Regions from separate parts of the Danio rerio genome. Here region 1 is linked to region 2. Evidence: chromatin contacts called from public Hi-C data. All regions are on one chromosome and are shown on one strand. The core of a region is the stretch at or near the end of the contact, and the rest is flanking DNA. Distances in the headings are between cores, read along the strand shown. Region 1 holds the start of ppm1ba (protein phosphatase, Mg2+/Mn2+ dependent, 1Ba). Region 2 holds the start of six3a (SIX homeobox 3a).

Region 1 (6,782 bases), core at 1,243-3,742, 470 kb before region 2:
GCACAATTAAACAGATGAGTTTTAATTCTTGATTTGAATGTGCCTAATGTTGGAGCACATCAAATCAGTTCTGAAAGCTATTTACAGCAGCGAGGGGCATAGTTTATATATCATAAAGGGCAAATGTTGATTTATGTAGGCTTTGACGGGGTGCATTAAATGTTGTAACATTTTAAACTCAACATTTAGAGTGAGTTTAGAGAGAATATCAACTGAAATAACACATATTTCATTAGAAAAGTGTAGAATAAAAATGGAAAATTGTTACTTCATTAATAAAGAAATTAGCATATAAATGCTAGCTATGTCTGCTGATATCATTTCTTGGTTGATTTATTAATTTGTTTTGATATAGCCAATCTATTCTTTATTTTTAGTAGTTTTGTAGAATAGTACAGATAAAATTTCATTCATTTTTCAAGGAATATATAAAAGGCTCTAACATGCAGGCTATCAGTTAACAAAGAAAAACATCTCCCAGGACTCTGAGGTAAAGAAAAATGCCAGATCTGAACGAATTTGTTATGGTGATTTTAATACTTTGTTTGTGGGTGTTAAGGAACTTGAAAAGACTAATTGTGGTCAGCCACCTTGGAATCCGGAGAATATTGCAGAAGGGAGACATTTTCCAGATTTCCAAGCAACCTTGAAAATTGAAGTGCAACATCAACAACCACTGCATAGTCAATAAATCTAGTCTGTTTGCTTGCTTTTCAATAAACATTATTTGTATTTTATTATTAAATTTTTTTACAGTTTGCAGATGATAACTGTTTGATAGATCTTGCTTATTCATTCATTTGGAATTTTGTGTCTATAAGTCATTTCTAAATTTGTCACAACCAACCAAAGTGTCGTCTAGATTACCGCTGAGAACCAGATTTTGTTACAAGTACTAATAATTAATGAGGATAGCTGTAAAGTAATAGACAAGTTCACAGCGAAGGCGCAAAGATTATCTAGAAAGATGTCACCAATCAAAACAGTTAAAGTTAAGTTTATATGAGTTTTAACATTCATAAAGTAAAACAGCATATTCATCTCTACAATTTTCATCTCTAGCCAATAAGTCTTTTAATGTCTTTATAGTATTTCAAGGAGGAATAACAGAGGAGTGATCATGTACAAATAAATATATAAGTCCTGCATATGGAATTAAAATAATAATAATAATAAATAAAAGGGACAGTGGGCGTCAAGGTGGCTCATTGGTTTGTAGGCTACTGTTGCCACACAGCAATTTGGCAAAAGTTGGCATTTCTGTTTAGACTTTTTCATGTTGTCCCCATGTTCATGTGGATTTCCTCCGGGTGCTCCCCAACACAATTAAAAGACATGTACTATAGGTGAATTGAATAAACTAAATTGACTGTAGTGTATGAGTGTGGAGACGCCGTGGCGCAGTAGGTAGTGCTGTCACCTCGCAGGTTGCTGGTTCAAGCCTCAGCTGGGTCAATTGGTGTTTCTGTGTAAAGTTTTCATGTTCTCTTTGTGTTCGTGTGGGTTTCCTCCAGGAAACAGTCTAAAGACATGCGGTACAGGTGAATTGGGTAAGCTAAATTGTCCGTAGTGTATGAGTGTGAATGAGTGTGTGAGTGTTTCCCAGAAATGGATTGCGGCTGGAAGGGCATCCGCTGTGTAAAAACGTGGTGGATAAGTTGGCGGTTCATTCCGCTGTGGCGATAAATAAAGGGACTAAGCCGACAAGAAAATGAATGAATGAATGAATGAATGAATGAATGAATGAATGAATGAATGAATGAATGATGTATGAGTGTATGTGTAAATGAGGTACTGAGTCCACTGAGTAAAATCATATGCTGGAATAGTTGGTGGTTCATTTCACCGTGGTGACCCTTAATAAATAAGGGACTAATCTGAAATAAAACTGATAAATGAACAAATAAAATCAATGAAAAGGGACAGTTCACACAAAAATGAAGATTTGCTGTTAATTTGTACCCTTCTTAAATTGGCTCTTAATTTACCTTTACAGAAAAACGAAAAGGTGGTTTGTTCCTCTGTGGCAACCCCTGATAAATCCTGCACTAAACCAAAGTAAAGTACAGATGTTTCAAGTGTATTGCGCATGCTCTCCTTGTTTCACATGCAATTTAAAAGTGATTGAACGTTTGGGAAAGCCATAGATTAAAGTAAACATGATTGTAGAACTTATTTTGGATGCAGAACTTATTTAGTTCTACATAATAGTTGTGCATATTTTTCCAAAAGAATGCTATACTGTAGGTGTAGTGTGCTTCTTTTCTCAAAGGTGTTGAGACTTTATTTGAGTGTTAAGTTGACCAAAACAAAAAAAAAACACAAAAAATTTATTTGAAAGAAACAGGTCTCAGACTATAGCTGTGAATAAAAACCAAATGAATAATATCTGATAAAAAAAAATTCTTGGCCTCATTCAGCACCCGCGCAGTTCTTGGCAAGATTCATGTTAAACACAGTCAATGGCCCCGCCCATCCCACAGAAGCCGAGCGCGCGGCCGTCAATGGCACTAGTCGTGCACGTCACCTGTCTCTACCATGTAGCTAGAAACGCTATCACAGCTCGAAATTCAACTCAGACGACCAACACGGTCGCATCTATTCTTCGATTTGTCAAAATGAAACTGTATGTCAAAGATGTTTGTTACAGCTCGTAATCCCAGCCGTGAGCCGCTGAATGCAAAAGTGACCGTGTGAATTGAAGCGCAGTAGCTAGCCAGCTAGCTGGGTTTACCTTTAGCTGAGCTAGTCGACACAAGCTAATATCACCGACCGTCAAAATATTTACGTTTAACCAGTGTCCTCTAAAGAAAAAAAAGACACATTGACGGCTGCTCGGAACGTGGCGTTTTTCCGGAGGATCAATTTCTACGTGGAAAGTAAGTTACATCACACTGTCAGACGTGACTAACATTAGCAAGCTAGCCGTTATCTACCGGACTGGACGTGTTTTGTAGCTGTAGCAAAGAGCAGTTAGTTAGCCTATATCGCTGTCTGCTCTAGGAAAACGACCTCTTCTAGTGTCGCAAAACAAAACGACTTCCCAGTCTAAGGTTTAGGGTATCGTTAGTGCTCAATATGAAGGTTAAAAATGGTGTCTGTTATGTCCCAGGTGCTGTGTGCCGTTGGGGGGTTTAAAACACAATCCGTTATTTCTGCAGTAAACACAGCAGCCTTACTGGGGTTTAGTTAATAAAGTCTTATGTGGGTTATATGTTTTAGAATCTAAAGAGAAAAACTAAATAGTACTGTAACGCTATGTTAATCAGTGCATAAAATGCGCTTTGGTATTGAGGTAAAGTTGGTTTATATTCGCACATTTGTTCATGTTAGTTAACTGTCTCTGTATTGTTTACCACGCTAATTTGAATATTCAATCAGAATTAGCATTTTGGTATGACTTCAAAACAACATCAACACTATCTAATTGACTGTAAATATGGTTGTACTTTGATAGTATTTGGCTGCTAATATGATTTCCCAATTTTGAATTTGCAAAGAATATGTTTCTGAAATTATATTTAAGAGAATTTCTGATTATCTGAATAATAACCAACTTTACTTCTATCGCTTTGGTTACGTTATTTGGGTTAGAAATAAATGTGTACCATTTTTCTTATTGTGCATTTTCACAGTGTAACTTACTATACCTGCATTAAATTCTCTAAACAAATGAATGACTTGGGCTAGGATATAATTCAAAACAATGTGAAATGTTTTGTTGTTGTTTTGTTTTAAATTTTAACAGCAATTTGATAGTAACTGTTGATGGGACTTTTGCAGCAAACTCTGGTGGGTAATTATAATTATCATTAAGATTTTTAATCTAGTGGCTATAAACAAAGTCCCTTAAATATATATTCTTTGTTATAAATGTTAAATGTAGTATTGTTTATCTTATCATTTTGTGGTATACTAACTACACAACATAAGTCATGAAGATATAGACAAACAATAATTACATAATAATTTTTGACATTATGTTTTTCAAAATTAAAATATAATGAGTAGCATGATTAAAAAAAAATCTAAATGCGTTCAGTTTCTCAATTAGTGAGATTGCAGAGACTTGAAATGCCATGTGTCATGTGTAGGCATGGGCCGGTAACTTATAGGATTCTGATGGTGTGATAACCTTGGATAAAAATACCACGGTTTCACGGTATTGTGATTGCTGCTCTAAAATATATTATTTTTAAATATCTGGTAAAAAATAAACACCCATTTCTCCATTGAACACAATATATTTTGTTTTACGTAACATTTTGGATATTTTGGAGCAGTAAACATTCATTCATTCATTCATTTATTTTCTTGTCGGCTTAGTCCCTTTAGTAATTCGGGGTCGCCACAGCGGAATAAACTGCTAACTTATCCAACGAGTTTTTACACAGCGGATGCCCTTCCAGCCGCAACCCATCTCTGCGAAACATCCACACACACACACACACACACACACACACACACACACACACACACACACACACACACTCACTCATACACTACGGAAATTTAGCCTACCCAGTTCACCTGTACCGCATGTCTTTCGACTGTGGGGGAAAAAGGAGCACCCGGAGGAAACCCACGCGAACGCAGGGAGAAATTGCAAACTCCACACAGAAACGCCAACTGAGCCGAGGATCGAACCAGCAAACCAGTGACCTTCTTTCTGTGAGGCGAACGGGCTAAATAATTCAAATGAATCACTGTCTTCTGTATTCATTAGTTTCAAAAAGGCATCTTTGGATATATTTTCTGCAAGAGATGCCGTTGTCTTAAAAAGAAAATGTAAAAAAAAAACTTAGGAATAGTATAGCAGAAAATTTTGGTGGTTTTAAAACCTTGAGTATATATTGAAAATGGTTATCATCACATCAGATGAGTGAAAACCTTAGGTGCTGGCTCCAGAAAGTGCAAATACAATGCAAAATACAGACAGTGCAAAATACAACAGCATAACCCCCCCCCCCCCAAAAAAAAAAAAAAAAGACTGGACAATGTAAAATCGACAGCAATATGTACAATGAATAGGTGTACCCATAATTGTAGGCAATATTCTTTTAAATATGGATTGGTTAAAGTGCAGTGCATGCTACATATTGAATGTGTAGCATGGGATGCGTCCCATGCCTAGTGATTAGTGTCAGTGCGTGTGAAGGTAGTATACAAAACCACACTGTTTATTCACATAGAACATGCAGACTTTATGCTTAAATAATCACTTGCAGTTTAAAATTTACAGATAAGTGTTTATATGGTTATTTGATTAAATGTGCTGCAGCTTTTGATATATTCATTTAAAATGCATTCTTAAATATTTGATAATTTCACCCATTCTTTTACCACAAAAGTACAGAGCAATTTACAGAAGTTTTGAGTGTTGAAAACAAAGTGCCAGCATCACCTTTATTCAAATATCTTATCAGTTTTACTTATCAGTTATCAGTTTAACTTAACCAGAGCAGATTTCCAGATCCTCATCACACCAATCTGCACAGAGCAATGCAAGTTCCGATAGTGAATCTTTCTATGATGTTTTCTGTCTAAGCTGTTTGTCAAAATAACATTTTCCCCTTTATGTTGCACTTATGTTGCCTGATTGATTTTGAAGACTGCTTTAAATTGATTTTCTTTGTATCCAATAATTTCTTTTAAGGTTATTTCTATAGACTACATGAATCAAATCAGCCTGTTGCTTGTGTATTTTATTCTTTCTTTTATTAAGTTGACTTCAGTTTGTTTATCCATGACTTGACAAGCAGCATAATCAAGTAGGCAGTAATAGTTACCAATTTTTTGCATCTGCTCTAGGAAATGCATTTAAACCTGGAGACATTTGTAATAATAAAAATAAAACATTGTTAAATGTTAAGACTTCGGTTTAGCTCAGTCAAAAGTTCCCTCACTTTCAGAGATTGATCTGCTAATTGTCCAGTGATGTATATTTTTGGTCCACAAGAAGATAAAGAGCATAATCCAGAAGACCACTGAATGACATTGAATGCTGCAACTTCACAAACTTGAGCATCAAAAATAAGATCTGTAACCAGTTTATACAATAATAGTTTTAGTTTAATAAGAGGATAGAGCACCAAATATCTTTAAAATTTAAAGTTGTAATAATTTCTATTTTAACAATCGATGTAACTACCTTTCTCTGTCTCCATTAATCACCACAAAACAGTACTCGCTCATTTCTGAATATTGAAATCGGTTCTTTCATGTCTTCTAGGGCTCGGACGGAGGAATACACACACCATTTTATCAAAATTCCTGTTTTGGTGAGTAAACCCAATCCACTTGTTTTTGTCTTAAATGAATAATTCGCCCAAAAATAAATTCTCTTGTCATTTACACACCCTTAACTTTTTTCAAACCTGTTGAAGTTTTTTTTTCTTCTGCTGAACACAATATATACTGAAGAGTGTTGGAAAAAATAGTGTCTTCCATAGTGTTTTTTATGGATGTCAATGACTACTTTTTTAAAAGAAATTTCAGAAATGTCTTATTTTGTGTTCAACATGAAATAAATTCATAAAAATTTAAAACCACTTGAGTATGAGTAAATGATGAGGATGTCCTTGGGTGAGCTATCCATATAAATATCCCTATCATCACAAAAATAAAATGGAGTATTAATATGTGAACATTATTAACACTTGAACATTAAAGAGCTATTATTATTGATTAAAAAGGGTCATATTTTAGTTTTGGGAGTTTCCAACAACATGCTGATATGCATGCAAGATCAAAAACACTTTTATTGTCTCATGCATTTATTT
Region 2 (7,078 bases), core at 2,479-4,978:
TCAATTAAACAGAATGGATACAACGTATGTCTCTTTATAAGAATATCTCGCTACTCCCTCCAACCCCAAAACACAGTGCACGTCATCACCACCCACACCACACAGTATGGATTTGGTCCAAGCCAAAGCACTAAGAGAAACCGGAAGAAAGAGGGCCTGCAGTTCCAGGCGTCCGGCTCCATTCACTAGCGAAACCTCCAATGGCTTCATTAGAAGTAACGAGTTGACACAAGGTAAATCTAACATTGAAGCGCCATTCACTTGGTTCGCAGAGAACCCTCATTAAATGTCGCTAACAAGCCGTGCAAATGCAGTGATTGGACAGCTCCCGTATAACTCCCCAGACCTAGCAGGATGCCCACTTAATGAGACCACACAAAAAGGGGGGGTGGTGGTGGTGGGGGGCATCTCTGTTGAAAATGTTGCTAGAATGTCGAGTCCCTCCCCCGGCAAACAAGAAAATATATACATATACAAAAATGTTGTATAGCTAATGCAAATAATGAATTAACAACCCCCCTGCGTTAAATAGGCCTAATAAAATGCTAAATTTAGTAAGTCATGAGGATTTTGATCATGAACATGATCCGCAAAAATAGTTAAAAATATAATTCTTTAACAAATAAAACATATCTAAAACTTGTCACTCAAAACATTTTTACATTTTCCAGAAATGGTATCTTGGCTACCTACCCAAGTAGGTGTGACATCATATTGCCAGAAGTAATAAAACGCCTCCATTGTGTTACCTACATTAAACAAGACAAGCGGATTCAAAATACAGCCGAGGTTAAGACCCTAAGCGGAGCGAATAGAAAGGGGCATTTGCGCCCCGTTACGACGGCCCCACAACGCTGCAAGCTGCACTTGTCTCGCGTGATTCACTGAGTGGAGAGCAACGTCCCGGCAGAGGATGACAACTTTAAAACAGATAAACTGGGAATATGCATGACTCTAAGCGGTTCTGAACGATGCTTACTGATTAACCTACCACCATCGCATTATGATCTACTTGGTGTCTTTTACTAAAGTCCTAAATATTCTTAAGAACTCGACCAACTCTCTGGTGAGTCTTCCAGAACAATTAGCTATTTTAAAATAACATGCTTCAAACTTATAGGATGCAAAGACGCATGCTACACACTTGAAGCAGCACAGAGCTCATGGACACATTTCAAACAAGCCGTTTCAGACGGATTTGTTTTTATCGCAGTAGAAAACAGCTTGTCTCTAATTTTATAAATGAATGAAAGCAAGTAAAACGCTGAAAAAAACAAACGAATAAAAATGTAATGTAAGGGCAAAATGAGTGAACAATGGATCAGAATCGATAGAACAACAAAGTTTCGAAAATCACAAAGTTAGTTTAAGAAAAAAAAAGGAAAAAGAAAGACTCAAACCATCGCTTCGCTCCGGAGAAGAAGTCTCTTGATAGAACTGTCTTTCGCCGTCACATGAAGATCGATTTCCTGCTTGGCAGTGTGTAATGACCTAAGTGGATGTATAAAAACAGAAAAAGCGTTTAAAATAAAATAAAATCTTAAACGGGAGAAGGCATTGTCCCGTGCCCTTTCCTTCTCAAACACTTGCAAGTCCCCGACTCACCACACAATGCACAAAATTACTCATGCATGTTAACCGCGTAGTTGCCAACATTTGGAGAGAGGATGGGAGGACACGTTTTAGTGTGATAAGAAGTGAGTGCAAGTTTGAATCGAGAGCTAAGAAATGGTTTACTTACCTTCTCATACGACCAAGCTTTTCTCAGTGATCTCTGGCATGCCGTAACAAAACGTATAGCTTTATTTGGGCTATATGACTCTCTCAGAGAGAATAATAGTCGAAATTACTTGTTAACTTTAAATCGTCTAATGTCAGATCAATTAGAAATAGCCTACTACAATTTTGACGAAAACAAATATACATATTCTATACGTTGAACTGCGAGATAATCCACTGGCTATTACTTTCTTATTGCGAAGTCTTTGTCAGTAAATAAACAAAGACGGAGCTAAACGTTCAGCGGTATTGAGGACCTCGCTCCCTGCTGATTTTGGCATAGAACAGAGCAGTGAAAGCTAGGGGATAAACAGACGATTAAACCAGGTGAATGAACTTATTTGGGGATGCTAATTACTTGCTTAAAGAACACAAAGGTTATGTTAAACAAAGTGATTTAACAAACTTTACACCATTTGCGCGAAGTTTTTGCAAAATATATTTGAACTGTGCCATGCAAATAGTAATAATAATAAAATAATAAATAAATAAAATAAAACTTTTAAGAACAAGTCCCACAATAAGCTATAGCAAGGTAAATAACTTGACCAACTTGTTAATTTTTAAAATATGGCCAATGATGAAGTAACAGGTTATTTCCTGTCCAAAAAGCTTTCCAAAGGGACCATTTCAAGTGCCACTTGGAATTACTTCACTTAAGTTTCCTGTGACAGAAGAACAAACAGATTTGATCCTGGAAACACAACGTGACCCAATACTTCTATAAAGACCTCTTCCCCGCCCCTTTCTGCCACACACACACGAGCTTGCAGTGCATGTGTAAATCTATGACAGTGTAATCAGAACAGGAATGTGAGTTCATAACAAAATATTTTTAAATAATCAGATGAACTCCTAGGTACCTATTTGAATTCAAGACCTGGAAGAGAAATTTAGGACTTTAACCAATCGTGGAAAATGCAGAAAATAATTTTAGCATTAAGATGAAGTAAGTCTCTCGCCTCTTATTGTTCTCACAATATGTTCTTGATCGAGTGAACGCGCACAAATTTAACAGCAACTAAGCACTATTTAAATATTATTCAGCACAAACTATTTGATACAAACCAGGAAGCCCATTCCAGCACGCTCCTGCAAGCCGAACCCCGTGACATATACTGTCCTTCATTCTTGTGAAACTTATTTCGAATTTTAACGACTTTTAAAGGAGTGCAAAAATTGATTTCGTATAACTCCTGTTGGCTAACTGACAAGAAATAAACATTAAATGCGAATCAATGATCACGTGCTTCCATAAACAAGTATGGGCTACGCGCCAGTGGTTTGCTCCGAGCAAAAAAGAAAAGCAAAGCGCAGCCACGGGAATGCGCGACGGTTGTCACTGTGAGAATAGCGGTCGGTCACATCGTCGAGACGCGTTTGTAATGCAAAACGTTCCGGGAGCTAGCCACAAATACGCGCATGCTTTTAAATACACAATTCAAACGCGTTTTGCGGCTGCTGTATTCATGAGATAAGCGACACGGCGTAACATCGTAGCATATCTTCTCTAGTGGTGCTAAAGAATGAAATAGCCTATCTGTGCACCTATAGTAGATTCCGTTTTAGCGCTTCATTTAAATTCCCGTGTCCGTGACAGTCATCCCGAGACCCCACCCCTGCCTTCTCTCCCTACATATCTTCTTAACTTTAACGAGCCTCGTTAAGATCACAATAATATTCCACCCACTAATTGCTCATTCCATTCAACAAATAGGCGAGAGTCTGCTTCGACTTCACACGAGTCAAGGGAGGGAGGGAGCTGTTGAGATTGGAGTTCCCGATAACCCCCCGTGCGTGCAGCCGAAGTGGTGAAAGCCTCTACGTACTGGCTAATGATTGGCACGCTTGACAGTGATTGGCAGGGCTGCCATGACAACCCTACAACGACACCGAGAAGACCAATAGAAAAGCGAAACAAAATATTTCAATGCTACACTCACGGTGGATTTAGGGGGAGATATTATGAGGCTGGTGTCATTAGGCGATAGCTATTGAATCATTCAATCTGAATTCGTCGTTCTTTTTTCCTTCGCAAATTTCACTCTCTCTCAGGTCATTTCCATGGTTTTCAGATCGCCTTTAGAGCTTTATCCCTCTCATTTCTTCCTGCCAAACTTTGCTGATCGCCCTTTGCTCTTGGCGAGCAGTGCGCCCAGCACCAGGTCTCCCGAAGACTTGTCAATGTTTCAGCTACCGACCCTAAACTTCTCTCCAGAGCAAGTGGCGAGCGTCTGCGAGACGCTGGAGGAGACCGGGGACATCGAGCGGCTGGGTCGCTTCCTATGGTCGCTTCCAGTGGCACCGGGTGCTTGCGAGGCGATCAACAAGCATGAATCCATCCTACGCGCCCGGGCTGTTGTCGCCTTTCACACCGGCAATTTTCGCGATCTCTACCACATTTTGGAGAACCACAAGTTTACCAAGGACTCGCATGGTAAACTACAAGCGATGTGGCTAGAGGCTCACTATCAGGAGGCCGAGAAACTACGCGGGCGTCCCCTAGGACCGGTTGATAAGTACAGGGTGCGAAAGAAGTTTCCCCTGCCTAGAACCATCTGGGACGGTGAGCAGAAGACGCATTGTTTCAAGGAGCGAACGCGGAGTCTGTTACGAGAGTGGTACCTTCAGGACCCCTACCCAAACCCCAGCAAGAAAAGGGAACTGGCTCAAGCCACTGGACTCACTCCTACACAGGTCGGAAATTGGTTTAAAAACAGGAGACAACGAGACAGGGCAGCGGCAGCAAAAAACAGGTCAGTCATGTTATGTATTGATACGGTTCTACAGAAATTGTGTGCTTCAACAGTGATATTAAATGTATACTTATTAATGATCTGTTGGGAAATACATAAACACAACGTAGGAAGTGATGCAGTTAAAACAAAATCAAATAGATTATAACGAATACAACAAATGAGGGAGCGAAAACGACGGCTTTTTAGTTGTGTAGGCTAAAATGTTTAGAAAGGCTTAACCAAACACTTTAAGCAAGATAGAACTATTTAATCGTTTTCCTTAAACTATAAATATAAGCTAATAAAAAATGTTTCCTCTGATTAAATTTTACATAATTAAAATAACACATAATCAAACGTGTTTATGCTTCTCAACACAGATATGCTGAGTTATAAAATAGCCTTTTATAGTCTTAGTCATGTGAAGGTTTCTATTTTAATTTACTAAGCTTTGGTCGTAAATTCACAATACATTTTTGCATAATACAAAAGAATAGATGTGGATAACTCCTAAATTTAGAAATATAAAAAAAATACTTATAGCATTTCTCTTTAAGATTTTAAAGATATTTTAATTTATTTATGAATAGATTTATATTTCTTATATTGTAACCAATTAATTCTAACAAGTAATTTATCACAAACATTCTTTTCAACAGATTTGCTACATGATAATGTAAATACAATTTTTTTTAAATATACATACACAGCATACTCTGATAAATAAATCACAATTATAAATAAAATTGTTTGTGGTACATTTTGCAAAGGACTATTATGTTCTATGACTGTTAAATCTGTAATCTTTTTATTTGTATTTTGATTTTAAATTGTATTGTGTGTGTGCGTATGTATGTATGTATGAATGTGTGTGTGTGTGTGTGTGTATATATATATATATATATATATATATATATATATATATATATATATATATATATATATATTACTGTGTATCTTGGGAACGAAAAAGCACATTTAACTATGGAACTGATTTATATCATTTAATATCATTGTATCATTTAATGCATAGATCTACAAAAAGCACTTGACTGGATAATTACACATCGCCAAAAAAACAAAAAACAAATGAACTATGAGATTTTTGTTCATGTATAACATAGCAAGACTAATCTTCATCTGACGTCAGCTGATTTGAACATGTAAACATACAAATCGGACTAATACTTAATTGTACCATTGCAAGTTAAAAAATAATCTAGCAAGTCAATCAAATCTCGACGACAGTCTATGAGCATGCTATTATTTTGGTATGTAGACTAATTCTTGTAGCGACCGTGCATTGTGTATAACCGCTTTCCAAAAATGTAGCTGTAGCATTTCCTTCAAGTAGTTTTAAATTAGCAAGTTGAACTGTCGCTTTATTTAAGATATCTCGTTTCTATTAAAAATGCTGTTTAACAGAGAAGGTGCATTTAGGTGGAGAAAATGGCCTAGGAATTTTTAATTTAAATAACATACCACTCTCTTATTTTTCTGCTATAGGCTCCAGCATCAAGCAATAGGGCAGAATGGCATGCGGTCCCTTTCAGAATCCGGCTGCACCCCACGGAGTTCGGCGGAGTCGCCATCAACTGCGGCTAGTCCAACAACCAGTGTCTCGAGTATGACAGAACGAGTCGACACGGGCACGTCAATTCTTTCAGTAACATCAAGTGACTCGGAATGCGACGTATGATACGCACACAGAGAAATATATAAAGGAGAATGGACCTGAAAAACTTTATTAATTATCGGGGAAGATGAAAAAGGACCAATTGATATTACTATTATAAAAAGAAAAGCATAAAAGCACGTCTTTTTTCAAGCGCTTTCAATGGACCCCACACCTTTCCCCCACCCCACCACTTGCATGATATATATATATCTAAATATATTTTTTCTCATTTTTGTATATGGGGAAATGCCCCACGTTATTATGTCTACCAGGACCACCGTGAAGAGGGAATTACCAGAAAGCGGTGTCCAACGCCTTTTTTTCTGTTTTAGTCCGAGTGACGACGAGCAGCCAGGATGCAATCCTTTTTTTCTTTTATGTTCATCAGACAATCATTTGAGTCGTAAGCACCTTTTTACTACACTTCTGTCACTGCCTGTGTGGGGTACTGGTCAAATGTGGAACTGAATCGTTATGACTGTATCAGATTTTTATTTTTATTTCGAGATTTTATATTGAATTATGTATATCTTAAATAATGCGATCATTCTCCCAGTCTGTAATATATGTGTAGAAATACGTCTGTAAATAATATTGCTATTCCCATTCTCTTTTCTATCCCTGTTCACTTTTCTTGGCTTGGTGTCCCTACATAAACTATTCGTCAAAACGTAACTATTAAGTGCTAGGCGTTTTGTTTCTCTGTTTTATGCCATGAAAAGAACGCTAGTGACTATGAAATATCAGTCGAGATTAATGCAAAAGAAAATATTGGATATCATCATCGACTGACCAAGTCTACTTCATGTTTCCAGTCCAGCGCTTATAATTCAATACTACTTTCTTGCGTGTTTCTGTTAATGTATACGTTTCTAAACTGAAA

The links. Hi-C and Micro-C count contacts between places; a contact is called where the count stands out from the background.
Region 1: a contact with region 2 is called in a Hi-C map of hematopoietic stem cells, with 2.4 times the contacts expected there. The contact joins the promoter of ppm1ba here to the promoter of six3a in region 2. A contact is called at or near these places in 3 of 18 Hi-C or Micro-C datasets (embryo and hematopoietic stem cells) and 1 of 4 datasets of contacts at active chromatin or transcription factors (embryo).

What each region holds. Positions count from the first base shown.
Region 1 is chr13:11,158,826-11,165,607 of GRCz12tu, reverse strand. ppm1ba (protein phosphatase, Mg2+/Mn2+ dependent, 1Ba) reads left to right here and starts at 2,492. Exons shown (of 7, transcript NM_131398.2): 1 at 2,492-2,879; 2 at 6,233-6,281.
Region 2 is chr13:10,689,023-10,696,100 of GRCz12tu, reverse strand. six3a (SIX homeobox 3a) reads left to right here and starts at 3,728. Exons shown (of 2, transcript NM_131362.1): 1 at 3,728-4,535; 2 at 6,024-7,078. The coding sequence starts at 3,844. The coding sequence ends at 6,216.